2 separate regions of the Sus scrofa genome follow, and region 2 is linked to region 1. Evidence: chromatin contacts called from public HiChIP or PLAC-seq data. All regions are on one chromosome and are shown on one strand. Each heading gives the region's core, a stretch centred on a gene start, on an enhancer-like site or on the middle of the called end of the contact. The rest is flanking DNA. Distances are from core to core; before and after follow the strand shown. Region 1 has its middle 13 kb from the start of N4BP1. Region 2 has its middle 85 kb from the start of N4BP1.

Region 1 (7,608 bases), core at 3,731-6,230:
GCCCTAAAAAGCAAAAATAAATAAATAAAAATAAATAAAAAAAGAAAGTTATTGCCATAGAGCAGAGCTCTCAGGCATTTTAACACACATGCAAATGACCTGGGGATTCTGAAGGCAGATTCTGATTCAGCTGGTCTGGGGGAGGCCTGGGATTCTGCATTTCTAACAAGCTCTCAGGTGATGCCCAGGCTGCTGGTCCACGCATCCTACTCTGAGTACCAAGAGCCTAAAAGACCAACTCCATGGCCTGGCTGATGGAAGCAGCATACACGCCCTGAGTGTTGGTGATGTGTCAGCTCCTTATGAGTGCTGATTCACTGAGCCCTCAGGACAGCCCCATGCAATCAGCACCACTGTCCCTGTTTTATGGAGGAGAAACAAAAACATCAGGACACGGCCCCACAGCCAAAACAGCTAAGCAGTAGAAAGGAAGGAGGAAGGGTCTCCAGGCGCTTCGCCTTCACTTCAGCCAAAGGGGACAGTGAGTCCTGGCGAAGAGACCCAGATCCCACTTTGGCTAAAGTGCAGGTTAAGGTAAATAGCTGACCTCCCTCACTTTCCAGGACAAAGAGACAAGGCCACGAGGCAGCAGAGCAGAGCGGCGAAGAGGGCAGATTCTGGGACCAAACCACCAGGCTCACCATCTCAGTCCTGCCACTTAGAAGCTGTGTGGCTTGAACAGGTTGCCTGGCCTCTCTGTGCCTCATATTCTTCACCCCAAACCTGAGAATAACAATAGCACCTACTACAGGGAATCAATACACGGATTAAGTGAGGTAATTGACTAAGGTGCCGAGCAAGGCCCTGGCAGGTGATCAACGCTCAGCATCGAAGGGGGATGGGTGGTGTAGGGGGGGTTAGGGGGTTCATACCTCCAAGGCTGTGAGAATTGCAGGGACAATGAAGTCTCCACCTTGGGCTTCCCGGAGTTCACAGTTTAGTGAGGGACAGTGGGAGAAAATGCTAATGCAGCCATCAGAGCACCCATGACAAGTGACCTCCGCTGTGTAGTAGCACAGCCAGAGGCAGCACCCAGCATCCCCACACCTGCAACTTATATTAATTCATTTGTATGTATCCTCCTCCCAGGAAAACTTAATATCTTGAGTGACTCCACCCCCAACACACTCAACGAGCCCAGAGGGGCATGAGTTGGGGGCTGTGAATTGGCTGGGCTCCCTGTGCCAAAAGGCTCTCATGGTGTGAGCTGACCGAGACGTGAGTGACCGCAATGTGTAAAGCACTGATTTGGACCACAAGGCCCCGACACACACACACCTGCTACTCCATACGGTGCGTGATCCATTCTAACACTGGAGAAAAGCAGCACGGGATTCACTGAGGGAAGGGGGCTGGTCTTGAACATGAGTCCGTCCATTTTCGAGAGGCTTGAAACAACACATTTTAGTTTGAGGTCAGAGTTTAAACTCTGGCTATCTTGAGAGGGCGCCTTTGGGGGTTCGTTAACAACCTGTCTTCAAGAGCCTCGAAACAGAAGGTTCCCACTGTGGCGCAGTGGGTTAAGAATCCCACTGGAGCCACTGCAAAGGCACGGGTTCAATCCCCAGCTTGGGAAAGTAGGTTAAAGGATCATCCAGTGTTGTTGCAGCTCAGATTCAATCCTTGGCCAGGGAACTTCCACGTACTACAGGTGCAGCCTTTTTTTTTTTTTTCCGATAGGCAAGAAATAGATTTATTAAGATAGGACACTTGTGAGAGTTGCGAGCCAGCAGGCAAGGAGGCTCTGCCAGTGCAGCTATTTAAAAAAAAAAAAAAAAAAAACGGAAAGACTGGAAACAAACCTAAAGCCCATCAGCAGGGCAGTGGTGATCAAAACTATGGAAACTATGGTCTCTGTGCAGTGAGGTACTACAGCAGCTGACAAACAGAAGGAGAGGCAGCATTATGCAACAGCCAAGACGTGGAGACACTAAGTGTCCATGGATGAATGGATAAAGGAGATGTGGTGTGTGTGTGTGTGTGTGTGTGTGTGTGTGTGTACACACACACAATGGAATACTATTTGATCATAAAAAAAGAAGGAAATCCTGCCATTTGTGACAACCTGAGTGGACCTTGAGGGTGTTATGCTCAGGGAAATGAGTCAGAGAAAAACAAATACTGCATGATCTCATTTATTGAAATCTAAAACACACACACAAACACACACACACACACACACACACACACCCGTAGATACAGAGCAGGGGGTTAGAAGGGTGGGGAATATGGGTGAAGAGAGTCAAAAGGTACAAACTTCCAGTTATAAAATAGATGTCTGGAGATGTAACATACAACAGGGCGACTATAGTTGATAATACTGTACTGCATATTTGAAAGTTGCTAAGAGAGTAGATATTAAAGATTCTTGTCACAAGAGGAAAAAAAAAGGAGTTCCCATTGTGGCTCAGTCAGTAGTAATGAACACAATTAGAATCCATGAGGACACAGGTTCGATCCCTGGCCACGCTCAGTGGGTTAAGGATCTGGCGTGGCTGTGGCTGTAGTGCAGGTTACAGACACCTCTCGGATCCCACATTGTTGTAGGCTGTGGCACAGGCCAGCAGCTACAGCTAAGAGTCAACCCCTAGCCTGGGAACGTCCATATGCTCCTGGAACGGCCCTAAAAAGACAAAAAGAAAAAAATTTCTGTAACCATGAAAGATGATGGATGTTAACTAAGACTTATTAGGGAGATTGTGTCACAATGTATACAGTTATTGAATCATTACGTTGTACACCTGGAACTCATATAATGTTGTATGTTGATTACATCTCAATTTTAAAATTTTAATTAATTTCAAAAATTAATTTGCTCAGAGGGTAAAAACCAGATATAGTGTCCATGAGGATGCGAGTTCGATCCTTGGCCATGCTCAGTGGGTTAAGGATCCCATATTGCTGCAAGCTGCATTGTAGATCCTGCGTTGCGTTGCTCGGGCAAAGGTTGGCAGCTGCAGCTCCAATCCAACCCCTAGCCCAGGAACTTCCATTAAAAAAAAAAGAAATATCTCCAAGATATCCTATACAGTTATAAGATGCCGATTTATGCAAAAGGGGAGGGGGGAGATGTATTCGTATTTACTGTGTGTACTTTTTAAAAACGAAAGGTCCAGGAGTTCCCTGGTGACATAGAGGTTAAAGATCCAACTGCTGTGGCACAGGTTCAGTCCCTGGCCTGGGAACTTCCACATGCCTTGGGTGCTGCCATAAATAAACAAGTAAAAGTGAAAGATCCATATAAAACTAATGACAATGGTTACCCATGGTGAGGGGTCACGAGACAGACAGGGTACAAAGGCAAGAGGGAATCCTTCCTCTGAATGCCTTTTTCTTTTCTTTCCTTTTCTTTTCGGGCTGCACCTGCTGCATGTGGAAATTCCTAGGTTAGGGGTCGAATCAGAGCTACAGCTGCCAACCTAGGGCATAGCCACAGCAACATGCAACCTACACCACAGCTCACAGCTCTCGGCAATGCCCCAGATCCTTAACCCACTGAGAGAGGCCAGGGATGGAACCTGCAGCCTCATGGATACTAGTCAGGTTCATTACTGCTGAGCCACAACAGGAACTCCCTGAATGCCTTTTTTTTTTTTTTTTAATGTGATTAAAAAACCATAGCAAAAATCACCATCTTTAAATTTTCCAGTGCAGCGGGTCAGGAGGGTTACATGTAGTCATATTGCTGTGCAATGGTACTAAGTATGTTTCATCACTTTTTTAGATATTTTTGAGCCACATTCCTGTACCACCTATTTTGAAAATCAACTTTAAAATCATTAGGCCCAAATAAGATAAATCAAGAGAATCACTGTCACGGAAATAGGAAAAAAAGTACATGTGCTTGGAAATCAGAATGCGCTGAATTCCAACCTGGTCCCTGCCATTTACGAGTCTGGGGCAAGCGAAGGAATCCTCTAAGCCTTAGTCTCCCCTTTCTTTAAAACCCTTCCCCAGAGAGATGGCGCCACTCAAAGGGCAGTGGTGAGCACTGAATGAGAATTCTTATAAAGCCCCAGGGGTAGTAGGTCTCCCAAAGTAAGTTCCCGCAATCACGGGTCTTTTTTCACCGCATCTGGAAGAATCCTGGAGAAAGGAGGGCCTTTGGCCAGTGCAGTGGTGTGCCACCTTTGGAGGGCCAGAGTCATTGGAGGGTGCCTTCCTGGACCCCACCCCAAACCCACCGCCCCAGAACCTACTGGTAAGACCACAGCACTCCTATTCTAATGCATCCCGCCCTGCCCCCGCCAACCCAGACCAAAGCGATAGAACACGTTTGGCCGGGAGTCTGTGCTCCTACACTGCACCCCACCCTTCAGCTGCAAAACTTAAGGAGATTTGGAGACATTTGCTCTAGCTTCCACTAGGGGGCGGGCTTGGTGCTCTGGGGGTGGGGGTTGGTAGGCCGACTGACCTGCAGATGTCATTCTGGAAGCAGAGGAGGCCTCGCTGAGGCTGCTAAGAGAGCTTGAGGGAGCTATTTCCTTGTGTGTGTTGGGAGGACGGGGCCGGGGATTGCCCTTTCTGTACCTTGAATCTTGTATAGCCTCTCTCTCCACTTAAAGCAGCAAAAAGAGAGTGCAGTGTCCCAATTACTGAGCTTCGTCATCCATTTATTGAGCTTCTGATGCAGCTCCCAAGTTGCTCTCTCCACACTCTGGGCTGTGCTGGGGAGCAGATCCAGTCCCCTTGGTTGCCTGGAGCTGCCAGTTGTGAGCGTTTTTGTCAGAGAAAAGCACGGCGGGACGCCAGCGCTGCGGCTGACCACTTTCCTTCGGTTCCCTCCGAGGTCCCTTCCAATCCGTGGGAGGCTTTTCTGCCCATCACCGAGATCCATTTACTTTGCATCCCCTTTTGGCCTCGCTACCTCCTCCCAAAAGATCGGCGTCCCCGGATTTCCCAGGGATTCTCCCTGTCCCTCCCGGGGAAGGGGGCTCGAAAATCGGAGGCTGCACTGGCGCCGTGGGGACAGCAGGTGGCGCCCTGGGCTGTGGAGGCTGGATCAAGAAAGCCTTGCTTATAAAAAGACTTTCCTAGAGAGAGTAGAGGTACCCCGTGCGCGGAGGGGCGCGATAAATATTTGATAGCGAGGCGACTTGTGCTTGTGAAATCGTTTCCTGTTACACCGTCTCCTGGTCTAAGCTCTGGCTGGCAGGAGAGTGAAAGAATGAGAATGCGTCGTCGGCTGGAAGGGCCCGGAACCTCCTCATTGCAGAAAAGGGGAACTCGGCTGGGAGCCGGGAGGCTCATGCAGGCCCCCACGGAGAAAGGCAGAGTCAAGACTTCTGTCCTGCCGGTGCCTGGGCTGCCCTTTGACCCATACGTGGCTCTTCCAAAAAGATTTGCTGCTATGAGCCCATCCCTGCATCCAGGATGATGTCCTGGGTTCAGAGCTGAGTATTTCCTGCACTTGGGTCCTTTTCATCCCTCTTCTCTGGCCAGATCTCCACCCTACCCGAGTTACTACTCGGTTAACATTTTTCTTAAAATCAACTCATTTTTAAAAGTCAAATACAATTAAAAGGGAAGCATTTTATTGCCACAATGATTGGGAGTCTGGTATTTCTTGCCAAAAACAGAACCGTGAAAATAAACACATTACAATTACAATTCCTTAAAAGCCTGGCTGTTTCCCAATGAATATCGTTTGCCATCCCGTCAGTGGTGTGCTTTCCACACTTAGGAAAAACTCTGGGATTCCAGTACAAGCTCTCCCAGGAGTTCTGTGTTTTGTTTTGTTTTGCTTTGCTTTGCTTTTTAGGACCGCACCCTCGGCATATGGAAGTTCCCAGGTTAGGGGTCAAATCGGAGCTACAACGGCCGCCTACACCACAGGCACAGCAGTGTGGGATCCAAGCCGAGTCTGCGACCTACACCACAGCTCACAGCAAAGCCAGATCCTTAACCCACTGAGCAAGGCCAGGGATCGAACCCACATCTTCACAGATACTAGTCGGGTTCGTTAACTGCTGAGCCACAAAGGAAATTCTCTCCCAGGAATTCAGAATGAGAGGAGGCGAGAGGTGGGGATGGGAGAGTGGGGAGGGGAGCTGGGGAGAGCTGGCTATGCGTTTTGCCCCCTTAGAGAACAAAGGGAACCTTGACTGCTATCCCACGTCCTTCCTGCAGTATGCATATGCTTCCGGAAACTGCCCAAGTTATTTTTTACTCTGGAAGCTGGAGGAACAGGGTGGAGACCTGGCTTCCTGTGAGCCTGCCCGGCCCTGAAAGCAAGATAGCATCTCAGGGTGCGCAGGTCCTCAGACCTCAGCCAGCCGGTGCTGGAGGGGCCCCACAGCAGGCCTCCACCCTTCTGCTTCTGCGGAGAAGTCTTCGATTTTGCAGATCTCTGTGCCAGCCAGCTCTACCCTGCCTCTTCCTTATGGTAGAGACTTCTGACAAGTTCCTCAACCTCCTTAAGTTTCAGCTTCCTCATCTGTAAAGTGAGCAGGATGCCTACCTCCCAGGGTTGTTTGTGGGGGCTCAGCAGGATTGTTTGTGTAGAGTCAACCCATCAATCATTTGCAGGAGACGTTTCCTCTCTCTCTCTCTCTCTCTCTCTCTCTCTCTCTCTCTCTCTCTTTTTTTCTTGGTCTTTTTAGGGTCACACCCACAGCATATGGAGGTTCCCAGGCTAGGGGTCGAATCTGAGCTACAGCTGCCCGCCTACACCACAGCCATCAGAACTCGGGATCCGAGCTGCTTCTGCAACCTAGACCACAGCTCATGGCAACACCGGATCCATAACCCACTGAGCAAGGCTAGGGGTCAAACCCACGTTCTCATGGATACTAGTCAGATTCATTTCCACTGAGTCACGATTGGAACTCCTGCAGAAGACTTTCTGTTGGAAGTGCTGTGTGCATAGCCCAGCTTCTCACATAGGGTTAAGCATGAAAGGAGTATTTGCAAAAGCGGTGCATATAACATACACAGATGTTTATACAGCTTGTATAGCATATCTTCCGGCCACAGCACCTTCAGCCAATCCCCTTCTCGAGTGCGGTCTCTGCGCCTTCTCAGTGCCCCTCAGCTCTCCCTGTGGTGGTGACAGCTCCTCTCTTTCACTCTGAAGACATCACAACTTCCTTCTCCTCCAGGAAGACAAGCAGAGCTCACCTTAGCCATCGCTGTCCTCTCTCCCACCCCGTGTCTAGAGAATGCTCGGAGCCTTGTAGACACTCCGGTGAAGCTTGTTGTCTAAAACTCCACCGCCCACGTGACTCAGCCCAGAGGTCCCACCAAGCCGATGCCTGTCCTTGGGCTGTTTTGTTTTGAAGGCGGCTGTGCGCAGCCAGGTGCCCAGACCCGACTGCAGTGCGTGAGGCTGAGCTGGTCTCCCCTCCAGCTCCACAAACTCATCTGTCACATGAGCCACCGCCGCGCCCCCCCACCCCGCCCCTCCACCCAGACTCAACCACGCCCTCTCCACAAACAGGAAACCAGACTACCAGGATGCTGAAGCCCAAGCCCTTGCCTCTGGGATTTGGGGACCTTACCACCTTCTGATAACTCCCCGTCTATGTAAAATAAAGTCTGACGTCTTTCCCAGGTCCATCAGGCCCCCTGGCTCTGGCTCCTGCCCTCCTCTCAACCTCAAAACCCCCC
Region 2 (7,608 bases), core at 3,400-5,899, 98 kb after region 1:
CCTCGCTGAGTAGAGGGGTTTAAACATGTTCAGGAGCCCATGTCACAGACGTGACAGCAGGAGTGGGAAAGCACGGAGCTGGGAGAATGAACTCCCTGGTCTTCTGGGGAGACTGTCAGCAAGACGATCTAGCACCTGGAGGCCAAATTCTTTGTGGATTATGCAGGAGTATTTTTTGGTGGATGTGCTGGGGTGATGGGGGAAAGGAAGTGTTTCACCCCAGAGCAGCTCATGTCAAAGGCAGGCAGGGAGAGAGCGGGCAGGCCTAGGTGGGAAGAGAGCTTGTTGGGACCAGACACCAGCCAGTGTTCCCAGCAGCTACTGACTCACGTTCCCTCTAAGTGGGGAGCAGAAACCGACCCTCCAAACCTGGGGCCCTGTCTTGGTGAGGAGGTTGGGATCCTACTCGGTGGACTGTAGGAAACTAAACAGGGTGACAGAGGCTCATGGGGCCCTAAGGGAAGGTGGGGTGGGGGTTCTGATGGAGGAAGCTGATGTCACGAGCAGGTCGTCCCTGGTCGTCAGAGCCCTCAGTGGGAGGAATGGAGGCCAGGCTCTCATGGAACGAGCCTTAGACTTTTATCATCCCATGGATGGAACCCTATGCTGGGAACTACAAGGCTCTGGATCGTCCCAGTATGGGACCTCAGATTTGGTGTGAAAATGCAGAAGGTCAGAGAGATGGAAAAATAGACCCAGAGTGGGTAAGACAATGTCCAGGGTGCCACAGAAAAGCAGTAGGTAATCTGAACGCTGGGCCAGAGCTCCAAGGCCACCTATTTACTATCTTTGGAAGGTTGCCCTAATCTTCTTGGGCCTCAGTGTACTCATCTATAAAATGGGGGTGATAATAATACCTACCTTAGAAGATTGTCATGTTAAAGAAGAGCATTCCTCCATTCAATAAATATCTATTGAGGGCTCTGGCAGTCACTGCTAGTTATTCTCCTTTCTTGGGAACAAAACCCCTGCTTTTTTTCATTTTTTTTTTCCTATGGCTATCTCTGAGGCATGTGGAACTTCCCAGACTAGGGGTTGAGTTGGAGCTGCAGGTGCAGGCCTACACCATAACCACAGCAACACCAAATCCAACCCAATCTGAGACCTACACTATGCCTTGAGGCAATGCTGGATCCTTAACCCACTGAGAGAGGCCAGGGATCAAACCCGCATCCTCATGGAGACAATGTCAGGTCCTTAACCTACTGAGCCACAGCAGGGACTCGCAGTATGTGAACTTTGGGGAAGCCTTACAAAGAAGCATGATTTGGGTTCCCTCTTCCTTGCTGGCTAGAATTTGGCAATGATGTCTAGAGCAGCCATCATGGACCATGGCATGGAAGTCAAAGCAGAAGATGCCTGGGGTCCTGTTCATCATGGGGGTTCCCACTCGATAATTATGGTATAAGCAATGGGACTCCCCATCAGTGGCCCTTGTTCACATAAGACAAAAATAAATGTATTGACAGAACTTTGGAAGTTCCCGTTGTGGCGCAGCAGAAGCAAATCCGACTAGGAACCGTGAGGTTGTGGGTTCGACCCCTGACCTCGCTCAGTGGGTTAAGGATCTGGCATTGCTGTGAGCTGTGGTGTGGTCGAAGATGCGGCCAGGATCTGGCATTGCTGTGGCTGTGGTGTAGGCCAGTAGCAACAGTTCTGATCAGACCCCTAGCCTGGGAACCTCCATATGCCGCAGGTGCAACCCTATAAAGAAAAAAGACCAAAAAAAAAAAAATCGTCCTTGACAGAACTTTGTAAATCAACCATAATGGAAAAAAATAAAAATCTTAAAAATAAATAAATAAATAAATAAAAATGTGTATTTCTGCAAGTCACTATTACTCTGGGTTTTCTGTCACTCATCGTTACACCCAATCCCAGTTGATATGAGAGCCATTTTTGTGCCAGGCCCTGGGCTCTGGACTGGGATAAAGCAGAAAACAGAACCACATGCAGTCTCTTCTCTCCTGAAGCCTCCAGTCTGGTGGAGGCAAGAGACAATCAGAAAAGCACATGCAGGAGTTGCCGTTGTGGCTCCATGGTTAACGAACCCAACCAGTATCCATGAGGAAGAAGGTTCAATCCCTGGTCTCACTCAGTGGGTTAAGAATCTGGCATTGCCCTGAGCTGTGGTGTAGGTTGGAGATGTGGCTCAGATCCCCTGTTGCTGTGGCTGTGGTGTAGACTGGCAGCTAAAGCTCTGATTCGACCCCTAGCCTGGGAACCTCCATATGCTGAAGGTGTGGCCCTAAAAAAAGAAAAGAAAAGCACACGCAGAAGTGAAAATTGCAAGTGTTAAGGATCCAGCGTTGCCGTGAGCTGTGGTGTAGGTCGCAGATGCAGATTGGATCTGGCGTTGCTGTGGCTGTGGTGGAGACCAGCAACTCTCTGATTAGACCCCTAGCCTGAGAACCTCCACATGCCATGGGTGCGGCCCTAAAATGATTAAAAAAAGAAAGAAAAGTACCAGCATGCCTGAGGATGGACAATACAGGACCTGATCTCCTCGGGGGCATGGAAGGATCCTGAAGAAACCACATGTAACCAGCGATCTGAAGGGTGAGAGGACTCACCAGGAGGTGGAGAGGGGACGACTGTAGCAAAGTAAAGCAGGAGGGACGATGGCACAGAGAGACAATAGAAAAGGGTCAGGGAGGTCACGGGCAGAGCTGGGACCTCACAGCGAGGGGCGTGCGAGGCAGGGGCCAGACCACACGAGCCACGGCAAGTACAGTCTTCCTCCTAATACCAATACTGACAATAATGCCCGTAAATCATTAGCGCTTACTCTGGGGTTGCTCTTGTGTTGTTTAATGGAAAAAATACCGTTTGCTATTTAAAACCACAGATATCAGCGTGATTTACAATAGCCAAGACATGGAAGCAACCTAAGTGCTAAGTGGGTAAATGGATAAAAAAGATGTGTGCATCTAAATATATATGTGTGTGGGAGTTCCCATTGTGGTTCAGCAGGTTAGGAACCTGACTAGTATCCATGAGGATATGGGTTCAATCCCTGGCCTTGCTCAGTGGGTTAAGGATCCGACGTTACTGCAAGCACTGGCATGGGTTGAAGATGCGGCTTCGATCCCACATTGCTGGGGCTGTGGCGTAGGCTGGCAGCTGCAGCTCTGATTCGACCCCTAGCCTGGGAACTTCCATATGCTGCAAGCGTGGCCCTGAATATAAAAATAAAAATAAGTAAATACACGAATAAATAAATATGTGTGTATACACACACACACACAATGGAACATTATTCAGCCATGAGAAAGAAGGAAATCCTGCTATTTGTGACCACAGAGATGGACAATGAGGGCGTGCATTATGTTAAGTGAGATAAGTCAGACAGAAAAGGACAAACACTGTATGACCTCACTTCTACGTGGAATCTTAAAAAAGCACAACCGACTCATAGATACAGAGAACAGATTAGTGGCTCCCAGAGGTGGGGTGTGTGGGTAAGCAAAATGGGTAAAAATAGTCAAATGGTATTAAAAAAATTTTCTTTAAACATACCTCAGCTATATACAACAGAAAAGCTGAAATGAAAGGAAAAATATCAAGTGCTGGTGAGGGTGGGGAGCAACTGGAACTCTTGGCCATAAATCCATGACGGCAGTGCAAATTGTTACAACCACTTTGGAAAACTGTTTGGAAACAGGTGCATCTCCTAGGACCCAGCTATCCCACTCCCAGTGGAAATCCACCCAAAGACACACATGTGACCTTTCATGGCGATGCTATAAGTAACAGCCCCAACCTGGAAACAGCCCCAGTGCCCATCAAGGGTAGAATAAACTGGAGTTCCCCACTCACTCTGGGGGTTAAGGAGCTGGGGTTGTCTCAGCTGTGGCCTGGGTCGAAGCTGTGGCCAAAGTTCCATCCCTGGCCTGGGAACTTCCGAATGCTGTGGGCATGGCCAAAAACAAAACAAAACAAAACTAGAATAAATTGTGATATAGTTACATAATGGTATACTCTGCAGCAATGAGAATAAAGATCTATGGCCCCGCACAAGGAACAGGATGTTGAGAAGAGGTCAGATGCAAAGAAGCGCATACCAGGTGAAGCCACTGAAGAATAGATCCAGGAGAAATCCCTCTGTGCCACTGGGAGTCAAGAGGGTGGTCTCCTTGGGGAAGGAGGGCAGGAGGGGGCTTCTAGGTGCCAGCTGCACTCCATTTTTGGTCAGAGTGCAAGTGACATGGATATGTTCGGGTGATACAATACGTTGTGTGCACCGTTCACGCTGTTGATGTCCCCTTTAGTACAAACGCTTAAGTAAAACGCACCTGCCTCCAGCAGACAGCGGCTCCTGTCAAACCAGCAGCCGGGCTGTCTGGGGTGCATTTTGAGAGGTCTGGATGGTAAGTAGGGGAACAGGGACTCCGGAGAGCCTCCTGGCCTACAGAGGGAGGGGGAAAGCCCAGCTGTGGAGGCAGCCCAGGGGAGGAGCTGGGAGAGGGCCAGGAAGGCCCTTGACTATTTTAAGGGTTTGGTGTGTGGCCCATGTGTGACCCTTTCGCTTGATGCCTCGGACGAGCTCTCACTCCTGAACCCTGGGTGAGAATAGCTTTTTATCTTTTGAAATAGAAACCGACAAAGGGTGGGAGTCCCCTTGTGGCTCAGTGGGTTAAGGATCCAGTGTCGTCACGGCAGTAGCTTGTGGTGCATTTTTGAACCCTGGATAGGGAACTTCCGCATGCCACATGGGCAAGACCAAAAAGAAAAAAAAAAAAGAAAGAAACGGGCAAAGGGCAGAACAGAGACAGCAGACATAGAAGAAAGAGCAAAGGCCAAAACCAACCACGAGAAAGCAAGGCCTCTGGGAATCTGCCCAAAACTCAGGAAGAACTTGGGGCTTCTCAGAGCAGGGGCAGGGGGGAGCCTGGCTTGTCTGGACCTGGATGCCAGACGCCCCCTCCCCCTCAACAGTTGGTGACGCAGCTCTGAGCAGCTGGTCTAGGGCGGTGGGGGTTGGGGGGTGAGTCACTGGCTGGGAGAGGGCTTTAGGGAAACAAAAAGCCTCGGGCCAGGGCGATGGATTGTTTGGTCCTCTCAGCACCTCTGAGTCATCCCCCTGTGCCAGGTGGACCCCCAGCCCCCCGCAGCTTTCCCAGGGAAGGTGAAGGAGATGCCCAAGGTGTTGCTGTAGTTGGGATGGAGATGCTGGAGCTTAAGGCCTCATCAGGCTCCCGGGGCAAACCTGCATGGGGGTGTGAGAGGAACCCAGGTCTTGGGGGATGGCTGAGATGCCTCCGTACCTCTGGAATCATCTGGCAGGAAGGGGCCCAGGCCTCCCTGCATCTCACCCCGAGACAGTTGATGGCTGAGCTAGCTGGCGGCAACTTGCCCCGTATGCTTTATTTTTAAAATTTAATGTTATTGGAGTGGAGTTGACTTACAATGTTGTATTCATTTCAGGTGTACAGCAAAGCAAATCAGTCATACATACAAATAGAGCCATTCTTTTTTACAAAGATTTTCCTATGCTATACAGTAGGGATTTTTTTTTTTTTTTTTTTTTTTTTTTTTGCTTTTTAGGGCTGCACCTGTGGCATATAGAGGTTCCCAGGCTAGGGGTTCAAACAGAGCTGAAGCCGCCAGCCTACACCACAGCCACAGCAATGTGGGATCCGAGTTGCATCTGTGACCTACACCACAGCTCACGGCAACACCGGATCCTTAACCCACTGAGCAAGGCCAGGGATCAAACCCGCATCCTCATGGATGCTAATCAGGTTTGTTAACCACTGAGCCACAACAGGAACGCCTATACGCCAGGTTCTTATTAATCATCTATTTCATACAGTCGTGTTATTCTCACCCTCCCAATTCTTCCCTCCCCTCAAACAGATTCACCCTGTGGTACCTCGTAGGCTTTAGATTTCCTTCTTCCTTCCTCCTTTTTTTTCCTCCCTTCTATCCTTCCCTCCCTCTGTCCTCCCTGCCTTTCCTCCTTCTTTCTTTCCTCTCTTCCTTCCTCCATCCCTCCTTCCCTCTCTCTCCTTCTCTGCCTTCTTCCCTTGCTCCCTCCCCTTCCTTCCTTTCTTTAAATTTTAAAATTTTATTGTAACAGATACCAAAAAATACCCAAAAGAATACGGAAGAAAATAAAAATATCTGAGTTCCCACCCTCCCGGAGAGAATCACCATTTCTGTGACAACCTTTTCATGCGTTTAACAACTGGCCATTTTTAAAAGTAAATAATTTAAAAATAGATTTAGATATTCAGAAAACATGCAAAAATATTGCAGAGCATTCCCACACGTGGCCCTGTCGTAGTGTGGGCTGCTGTGACAAAAATACCACAGAACGGGTGGCTTCAATAAACATTTATTTCTCATAGTAGAGGCTGGGAAGTCCAAGATCAAGGTACCAGCAGATCTGGTGTCTGGTGAGGGTGCTCTTTGTGCTGGGTTCCCCTTGCATCCTCCCAGAGCAGAGACCATAAACAAGCTGTCTTTTTTTTTTTTTTTTTGCTTCTTAGGGCCACCCCTGTGGCACATGGAGGTTCCTAGGCTAGGGGCTGAATCGGAGCTATAGCCGCTGGCCTACACCACAGCAATGTCAGATCTGAGCCCAGTCTGCGCCCTACACCATGGCTCATGGCAACACCCGATCCTTAACCCACTGAGCGAGGGCAGGGATGGAACCTGCATCCTCATGGATGCTAGTCAGATTCGTTTCTGCTGAGCCACGACCGGAACTCCTGGGTCTCTTCTTATAAGGACCCTAATCCCATTCAGGAAGGCTCCACCCTCATGACCTCATCACCCCAAAGGCTCCCACCTTCTAACAGCATCACATTCGGGGTTAGGATTGCAACATACAAAGTTGGGAAGGTCACAAATACTCAGTCCATACACCCCGCACGCGATTTCTCCTCGTATTGTTAACATCTCAAGTACGTAGGGCACATTAGTTATAACCAATGAACCAACACTGACACATTATTAACTAAAGCCTTTACGTTTCTCAGATTTCCTTAGTTTTCCCCAAGTCTTCTTCTTGTTCCAGGATCCCACCCAGGATTTGTCATATTTCCTTAGGTTCCCCTTGGTGGTGACAATTTCTCGGACTTCCCTTGTTTTTGATGACCTTGAAGGTTCTGAGAACCAGTCTCATCCATTATACAACATCCATCAGTTGGGATTTGCCAGACGTGTGCCTTCCTTTCAGAGGAGGAACTTCTTTCATTCTGACAGATCCTCCTCATACTGGCTGATTTCCCAGACCAGCAGAGAAGAGGAAAAAGGATGCAGCCAGACTAGGGCCACCCCCAACCCCCCACCCCCCGCCCCCAGCAATGTCCTCTCCCAGACTTCCTTCCTAAATGACTCAAGTTCATGGCCCAAAGTTGATTATTAATAAAACGCCTAGCATTCAGAGCTTACAAAGGGTTCTTATTAATAACAAAATGAATCATGAGGAAAGTTGCCCCAGTGTCGGGCATTGAGGCAAAGGGTTATTGTTAGCAGCCCTGGAGGGGGGCTGATATCATGCCCATTACACAGATGAGAAATAGGCTCACTGAGGCTAAATGACTTGCCCAGCCATGAGGCTGAGAAGTTTTTTCCTCAGAAACTCTGCAGGCCAGAAGG

What was found. HiChIP or PLAC-seq counts read pairs in DNA pulled down with a chosen protein or histone mark.
Region 2: a contact with region 1 is called in an H3K27ac HiChIP or PLAC-seq map of alveolar macrophages. The contact joins two enhancer-like sites. A contact is called at or near these places in 1 of 5 promoter capture datasets (liver), 14 of 47 Hi-C or Micro-C datasets (alveolar macrophages, blood, embryonic fibroblasts and 6 more) and 2 of 2 datasets of contacts at active chromatin or transcription factors (alveolar macrophages and skeletal muscle).

The regions. Positions count from the first base shown.
Region 1 is chr6:36,105,846-36,113,453 of Sscrofa11.1, forward strand. No RefSeq gene overlaps it. Among named protein-coding and RNA genes, the nearest start is that of N4BP1, 13 kb to the right of the region's middle. Within about 2 kb of position 4,981, at least 47 of the 83 cell types and tissues checked have an H3K27ac peak or open chromatin away from gene starts, as enhancers often do. A contact at or near this core is called in alveolar macrophages and retroperitoneal adipose tissue, where this site is marked.
Region 2 is chr6:36,203,787-36,211,394 of Sscrofa11.1, forward strand. No RefSeq gene overlaps it. Among named protein-coding and RNA genes, the nearest start is that of N4BP1, 85 kb to the left of the region's middle. Within about 2 kb of position 4,650, at least 14 of the 83 cell types and tissues checked have an H3K27ac peak or open chromatin away from gene starts, as enhancers often do. A contact at or near this core is called in alveolar macrophages and retroperitoneal adipose tissue, where this site is marked.